2 separate regions of the Pan troglodytes genome follow, and region 1 is linked to region 2. A link is a contact called in public HiChIP or PLAC-seq data. All regions are on one chromosome and are shown on one strand. The core of a region is the stretch at or near the end of the contact, and the rest is flanking DNA. Distances in the headings are between cores, read along the strand shown.

Region 1 (3,075 bases), core at 13-2,512, 120 kb before region 2:
AAAAATAAAATCAAGATGAAAATGTGGCTGGGCGCAGTGGCTCACGCCTTTACATCCCAACGCTTCGGAGAGCCGAGGCGGGGAGATCACCCGACGTCAGGAGCTGGAGACCAGCCTAGCCAACATGGTGAAACCCTGTGTCTACTAAAATACAAAAAAAATTAGCTGGGCGTAGTAATCCCAGCTACTCGGGAGGCTGAAGCAGGAGAATCACTTGAACCCGGGAGGCAGGGGCTGCAGTGAGCCCAGATCGCGCCACTGCACTCCAGCCTGGGCGACACAGCAAGACTCCATCTCGAAAAAATAAAAAATAAAAATAAATGCAAATGTGTTGTGTAAACCGTAAAGCACAGTTCAGAAAAAAAGCGCCATTTATAAAAATAGTTGTAATATAAAAAGGAAGCGTCAGTAAAGCAAGGAGTGGAGTGGTTCAGTAAATGGATGTCTGCACTTGCTGTTCCTTCCATCTCCCGCTAGATAGCTGCATGACTCCCCTCATCTCCTCCTAGGCTCTGCTCAAATGTCACCTTATTTAAGATAGGAGATCCCCCTTTCTCCAGCATTCCATGTCCTCTCTCCCCTACCTTACTCTAAAGCATTGCTCACCATCTGTTACACCGCCTGATTTACATGTTTGCTGTCTAGTCGTACTAAAATGGTATCTCCACGAGGGGATGGACTTTCATCTGTTCGACTCACTGCCTGGAGCATCGCAAGTGTTCAATAAATATTTTTCGAGTAAAGTAATGAAGTCAAGATTCATTCTGAGTCATAAGAGGGACTTGGGAGAAAAGGAGCGGAGCAGCCGTTATCCCGAGCCCGAATCCTGCCCCTCGCTCCTCCATCTACTGGCTGGATGACACCCTTCAGAGGCTGTTTCCTTTTTTGGACAGTTTCCGACAGTGGGGCGGCCAAGGTGAATCATGGGCTCCCCAGGACCTGGGACAGAGATGACCCGGCTGAGGCCAGGCCGGCTCCAGCACTGACCTTGAGCTCTTGGGAGACCCGGGCCTTCTGCCGGTACACGGAGTACAGGGCGGCGGTGACCACAGAGGTGGTGCCCAGGAGGATGAACTGGCACAGCGAGGGCCGCCCTCCGCTCTCCATGACGGCGGCGAGCCCCGGTGGCCGACTATGACGCCAAGGATAGGCCTGATGACCCCCGACTCTCCCCCTCCTTCCGACCAGGACCGCACCCCCTAGCCTAACCTGACCGGAAACTCGAAATCAGTCGCCCAGCGATGACGCACGACGCCGGAACCGGAAGCGGGCAAGGGGTTGTACAGCGAACCGGAAGGTGGGGTTGCCCGGGTGACAGTCAAGCTGCTGCGGCCTCCAGGGAGGTCCTGTCTCCGCAGCCGGGTGTCGGAGAGCGATTGGGGAGCTGAGCGACCACCCACCGCTCCATGGCCGTCCTCTTCGAAACGCGGCGCACCGGCCATGACTGACTCGCCCATCGCCCTGGTTTCCGTCCCTCTGGTTTCCTGGGGTTACTGGGCTGTTTGATGGGTTATTCCATGTCTTCGCCATTAGATTGGCAGGAAATAAAATAATTGTGTATTAAACTCTTATGAGTAATATACGTTTAAGTTTCAGAGCAAACTCTCAAGACTTGGAATTTATTCTGGCCACTTTACAGATGAGAAAACTGAGGCCATAGAGGTTAGGGAATGATGTGCTCGAAGTCTAGTGAGTGCTAGAGAGGAATTTACCCAACTCCAAAGCCCTCAACTCTACCCCAAGAGGGCAGATTATATCACCAAAGTAGCCCCTTAATCTGCCATCACCACATAGAACAACATATTTATTAAATAATAATTACGGCTACGCTTAGTGCCTATTATGTGTCAGGTTCGGGGCGGGGGAAGTTTTGCAGGCACCATCCCATTGAACCTTCACAACACAGCTATAATGCAGATTACAGATGAAGAAACTGAGGCTCAGGTAAGTAACTTGCTCAAGGTTATACAGCTAAAAGCAATAGGTATGGCCGTCAAACCCAGGGGATCCTTCTTCAGAGACTGTTCCCTGATCTCTGTAATGCATCTCCTTTCTAAAATAATCGGAGATAACCCAAATCCTTCTTCTAAACATCAGCATTCATTGAGCTATCTCCTACAGGTTATGCTTTAATTTTTTTATTTGTTCGAGACAGGGTCTCGCTCTGTCGCCCAGGCTGGAGTGCAGTGGTGCAATCATAGCTCCCTGCAGCCTCCCACCCCGCGATGCTCCCACCTCAGCCTCCCCAGTAGTTAGGACTAGAGATGCACGCCACACCCGGCTAATTTTTTTAAAAATTTTTTGTAGAGTCAAGGTCTCACTATGTTGGCCATGCTGGTCTGGAACTCCTGGGCTCAAGTGATCCTCCTGACTTGCCTTCCCAAAGTGCTGGGATTACAGGCGTGAGTCACCACACCAAGCCTAAATTCTTGTATTTTCATGTTTACATGTATAAGTATTTATGTAGGGAGAATTTCTAGAGGTAGAATTGCTAGGTCAATGGGTGTTGGCACCGTTAATCTTGATCAACATTGTCTAATTTTTCTCCATAATGTCCAATTTTACATTTATGAGCAATATGTGGGAATTTCTTTTCTTTTTTTCTGGAGACGGAGTCTCGCTCTGTAGCCCAGGCTGGAGTGCAGTGGCGTGATCTCAGCTCACTGCAACTTCCGCCTCCCAAGTTAAGTGATTCTCGTGCCTCAGCCTCCCAAGTAGCTCGGACTACAGGCGTGCACCACCACGCCTAGCTAATTTTTGTATTTTTAGTAGAGACAAGGTTTCACCATATTGGCCAGACTGGTCTGGAACTCCTGACCTCAAGTGATTCGCCCGCCTTGGCCTCCCAAAGTATTGGGATTACAGGAGTAAGCCACTGCGCCTGGCCGGGAATCTCTTTTCACCCACACTTTTGCTAACAAACTTTTTGACAAGTTGTATTAAAAATTTAAGGTTAGACCTCATTTTAAGTTTGTGTGTGTGTGTTTACCAAATTCATGATCATCCCTTGGGTTGAAAATCATCAAAGATATCTCACAGTGTTAACAATCTAATGATTCTAGCCCTATTCTTATA
Region 2 (3,032 bases), core at 363-2,862:
TTCCCTTATCATTCTTCAAATTACAACTTCAGTGGAGCATTTAAAATTATAATTAAAAATTCCCTGAGGTTGATCCAAAAAATTAAATATCTGATATTCATGTGCCTCTATACAAATGGGAAATTCATCTATGCCTCTCCCAAATATATATGATTGGATATCACTAGAACCATAAAATTCCTCCCTTAAGGAAGATTATGAGAGAGACCAGCACACACACACACACAGTGCAAGCTAAAGCAACCCCGTCTTGGATGCTAATCCACCAAGTTGATGTGTTTTGTTGGTTTTTTGGTTTTGTTCTGAGACAGAGTCTCACTCTGTCGCCCAGGATAGAGTGCAGTGGTGTGATCTTTGTTCACTACAACTTCCACCTCCTGGGTTCAAGCGATTCTCCTGCCTTAGCCACCTGAGTAGCTGGGATTACAGGCGTGTGCCACCACGCCCAGCTAGTTTTTGTATTTTTAGTAGAGATGGTGTTTTGCCATGTTGGCCAGGCTGGTCATGAACTTCTGGACTCAAGTGATCCACCTGCCTCAGTCTCCCAAAATGCTGGGATTACAGGCTGTGAGCTACCACACCCGGCCAACCAAGTTGACTTCTAATTAACCAGCTTTTAGGGAAGGCCTCTAAGATTTCCAGTTTATCTATTGTTCCTTGTGTAAAAGCATGTACTTACCATAAATCCTGCCCTTAGGCAGATTCACACAGCATTCTTGCCTTTCCCTGGGGGACTGACTTCAAATGTCCGTCACATTCCTTCCCCATAGCATATAGGCCCTGGGTCTTGGGGGTAATGGCATGGGGATCCACCATCTTGTCTCCCTGCCGCCGAAGCCAGAGACTATGGCTTCTGTTCATAAATCCCTTTCTCCTTAAATATGAAGTCAAAGGTCATGTAGATAGGAGCTGCTGCTGAAGAAGGGATTTTTTGTCTGAAGAGTTCTGTCCCCTGGGCTTACTTGGCTATGGGGTGGACCCCTGGCCAGGAGACAGCAAACTGTTTCAGTAATGTGCGTGTGCGTGCGTGCGTGTGTGTGTGTGTTCTGTGGTGAGCAGGCCTATGCCATTAAACAAACGGTGTGGCTTTGGGCAAGCTGCTATCTTGGGACCTCAGCACACTCATTCATAAATTGTGTCTTTTGGGTGACATTTCTCTTGGGGTCTTCAAAACCCCTGAGACTGTGGACACATACAGCAGCCTAACGGCATTGAGGAGGGCAAGCATTCAACAGTTAGGACAATGTGAACTGTAGCTCAGCTCTGCTAGGTACCTTCACAAGACCTCGAATGCTGCCCCTTACTATGCCTCGGTTTTCTTATCTATAAAAACGGCATTTTTATCTTGTTGGGGGAGCTGTTAAATAAATTAAAAGACGTAAAGGGTCTGGCACCATGGTTGGCAAAAAATGTCAGTTTCCCTTCTCGACTTCTCGATTTTGCCCAGGACCAGTGATGTTCACATTCAGGACCTGCCTGAACCGGCAAGCCCTCCACGTGGGTCCAAAGTGCAAAGGGAAAGTCACTGCTAGAGGCGCCAGTACCAGCATAGCGCCCCCACGCGCCGAGTCGGGGAACTGCCGCGGGGGCCGGCCCCGCCCACCAGCGCCTGCGCCTGCGCCTGCGCCTGCGCAGAGGCACCGCCCCAAGTTTGTTGTGACCGGCGGGGGACGCCGGTGGTGGCGGCAGCGGCGGCTACGGGGGCACCGGGCCGCGGCGCCACCATGGCGGTGCGACAGGCGCTGGGCCGCGGCCTGCAGCTGGGTCGAGCGCTGCTGCTGCGCTTCACGGGCAAGCCCGGCCGGGCCTACGGCTTGGGGCGGCCGGGCCCGGCGGCGGGCTGTGTCCGCGGGGAGCGTCCAGGCTGGGCCGCAGGACCGGGCGCGGAGCCTCGCAGGGTCGGGCTCGGGCTCCCTAACCGTCTCCGCTTCTTCCGCCAGTCGGTGGCCGGGCTGGCGGCGCGGCTGCAGCGGCAGTTCGTGGTGCGGGCCTGGGGCTGTGCGGGCCCTTGCGGCCGGGCAGTCTTTCTGGCCTTCGGGCTAGGGCTGGGCCTCATCGAGGAAAAACAGGCGGAGAGCCGGCGGGCGGTCTCGGCCTGTCAGGAGATCCAGGTGAGCTGGGCCGGGTCCTAAGCCGAGCGGAGGACGGAGCTAAGCGCGGGGGCGGGTCCTCAGCTGGGTGGGGGCGGGGCTAGGTGTGGAGGCGGGGCTCTGAGCCGATCGAGGGCCGAGGCGAGGGTCCTTAAAGCTCATCTATTTCACCATTACTGATCGGCTGCTATAAATAAAGCCAGCACCTCCCATTTGTTTTAATGTTTCCCTTCCTCAAATGAAGACATGTTGCCGATTACAGCTCCTGTCGCAGCACAGCAAAAGGCTTTGTGTAAATTTTCTAAAATGTACGGACAACTAAATCATAACATTCCTATCCCTTTGAGGTAGTTGCCGTCCCTAATTTATGGAGAAGGAAAGTCCTCAGGTGAAGGGACTTGCTCGAAGTCACACAGCTAATAAAATGCAGTGCCCTTAACCACTGAGCCAGGCTGCCTCCGCCGTTTAACCAAAGGATTAGTAGTGACAGAGCTGAAACCGCAGTAAAAACTATGAACGGCGAGAAAAACAGTCCTAACATTTTAGTTACCTGTGTAGAGTTATCCCTGCTGACTGGATACACAAGGGTTCTTAGGCTTTTTTAATGCTTAAAATAGCACAAGACCTCTTTTTGCCCAACCAAAGTCTGTATTAGGGTTCTCCAAATGGAATCAATAGGATGTGTCTATATAGAGGCAGGTTTATTTTGAGGACCTGGCTCCCTATGGAGATTGGCAAAGTCTTAAAAGCCGCAGAGTAGGCGGGCAGGCTGGAGAGCCAGGGAGGAGCCAGCGGTGCAGTTCAGGTTTGAAGCCTGGCCGCTGGCAGAATTCCATCTTCTTCCAGGGAGGTCACTCTTCTTCCTGGGGGTGTAGAACCACTCACTAAATTAGCATAGCCCCTGCATTTTACAGGTTAGGGCTGAGGTGGTGGAAGAGGGAG

Evidence for each region. HiChIP or PLAC-seq counts read pairs in DNA pulled down with a chosen protein or histone mark.
Region 1: a contact with region 2 is called in an H3K4me3 HiChIP or PLAC-seq map of stem cell-derived excitatory neurons, with 3 times the contacts expected there. The contact joins the promoter of MUL1 here to the promoter of PINK1 in region 2. A contact is called at or near these places in 1 of 7 Hi-C or Micro-C datasets (a lymphoblastoid cell line) and 1 of 1 datasets of contacts at active chromatin or transcription factors (stem cell-derived excitatory neurons).

What each region holds. Positions count from the first base shown.
Region 1 is chr1:210,691,534-210,694,608 of NHGRI_mPanTro3-v2.0_pri, reverse strand. It overlaps MUL1 (mitochondrial E3 ubiquitin protein ligase 1), which reads right to left and starts at 1,262. Exons shown (of 4, transcript XM_513168.9): 1 at 988-1,262. The coding sequence starts at 1,107.
Region 2 is chr1:210,567,213-210,570,244 of NHGRI_mPanTro3-v2.0_pri, reverse strand. It overlaps PINK1 (PTEN induced kinase 1), which reads left to right and starts at 1,612. Exons shown (of 8, transcript XM_001164912.8): 1 at 1,612-2,111. The coding sequence starts at 1,725.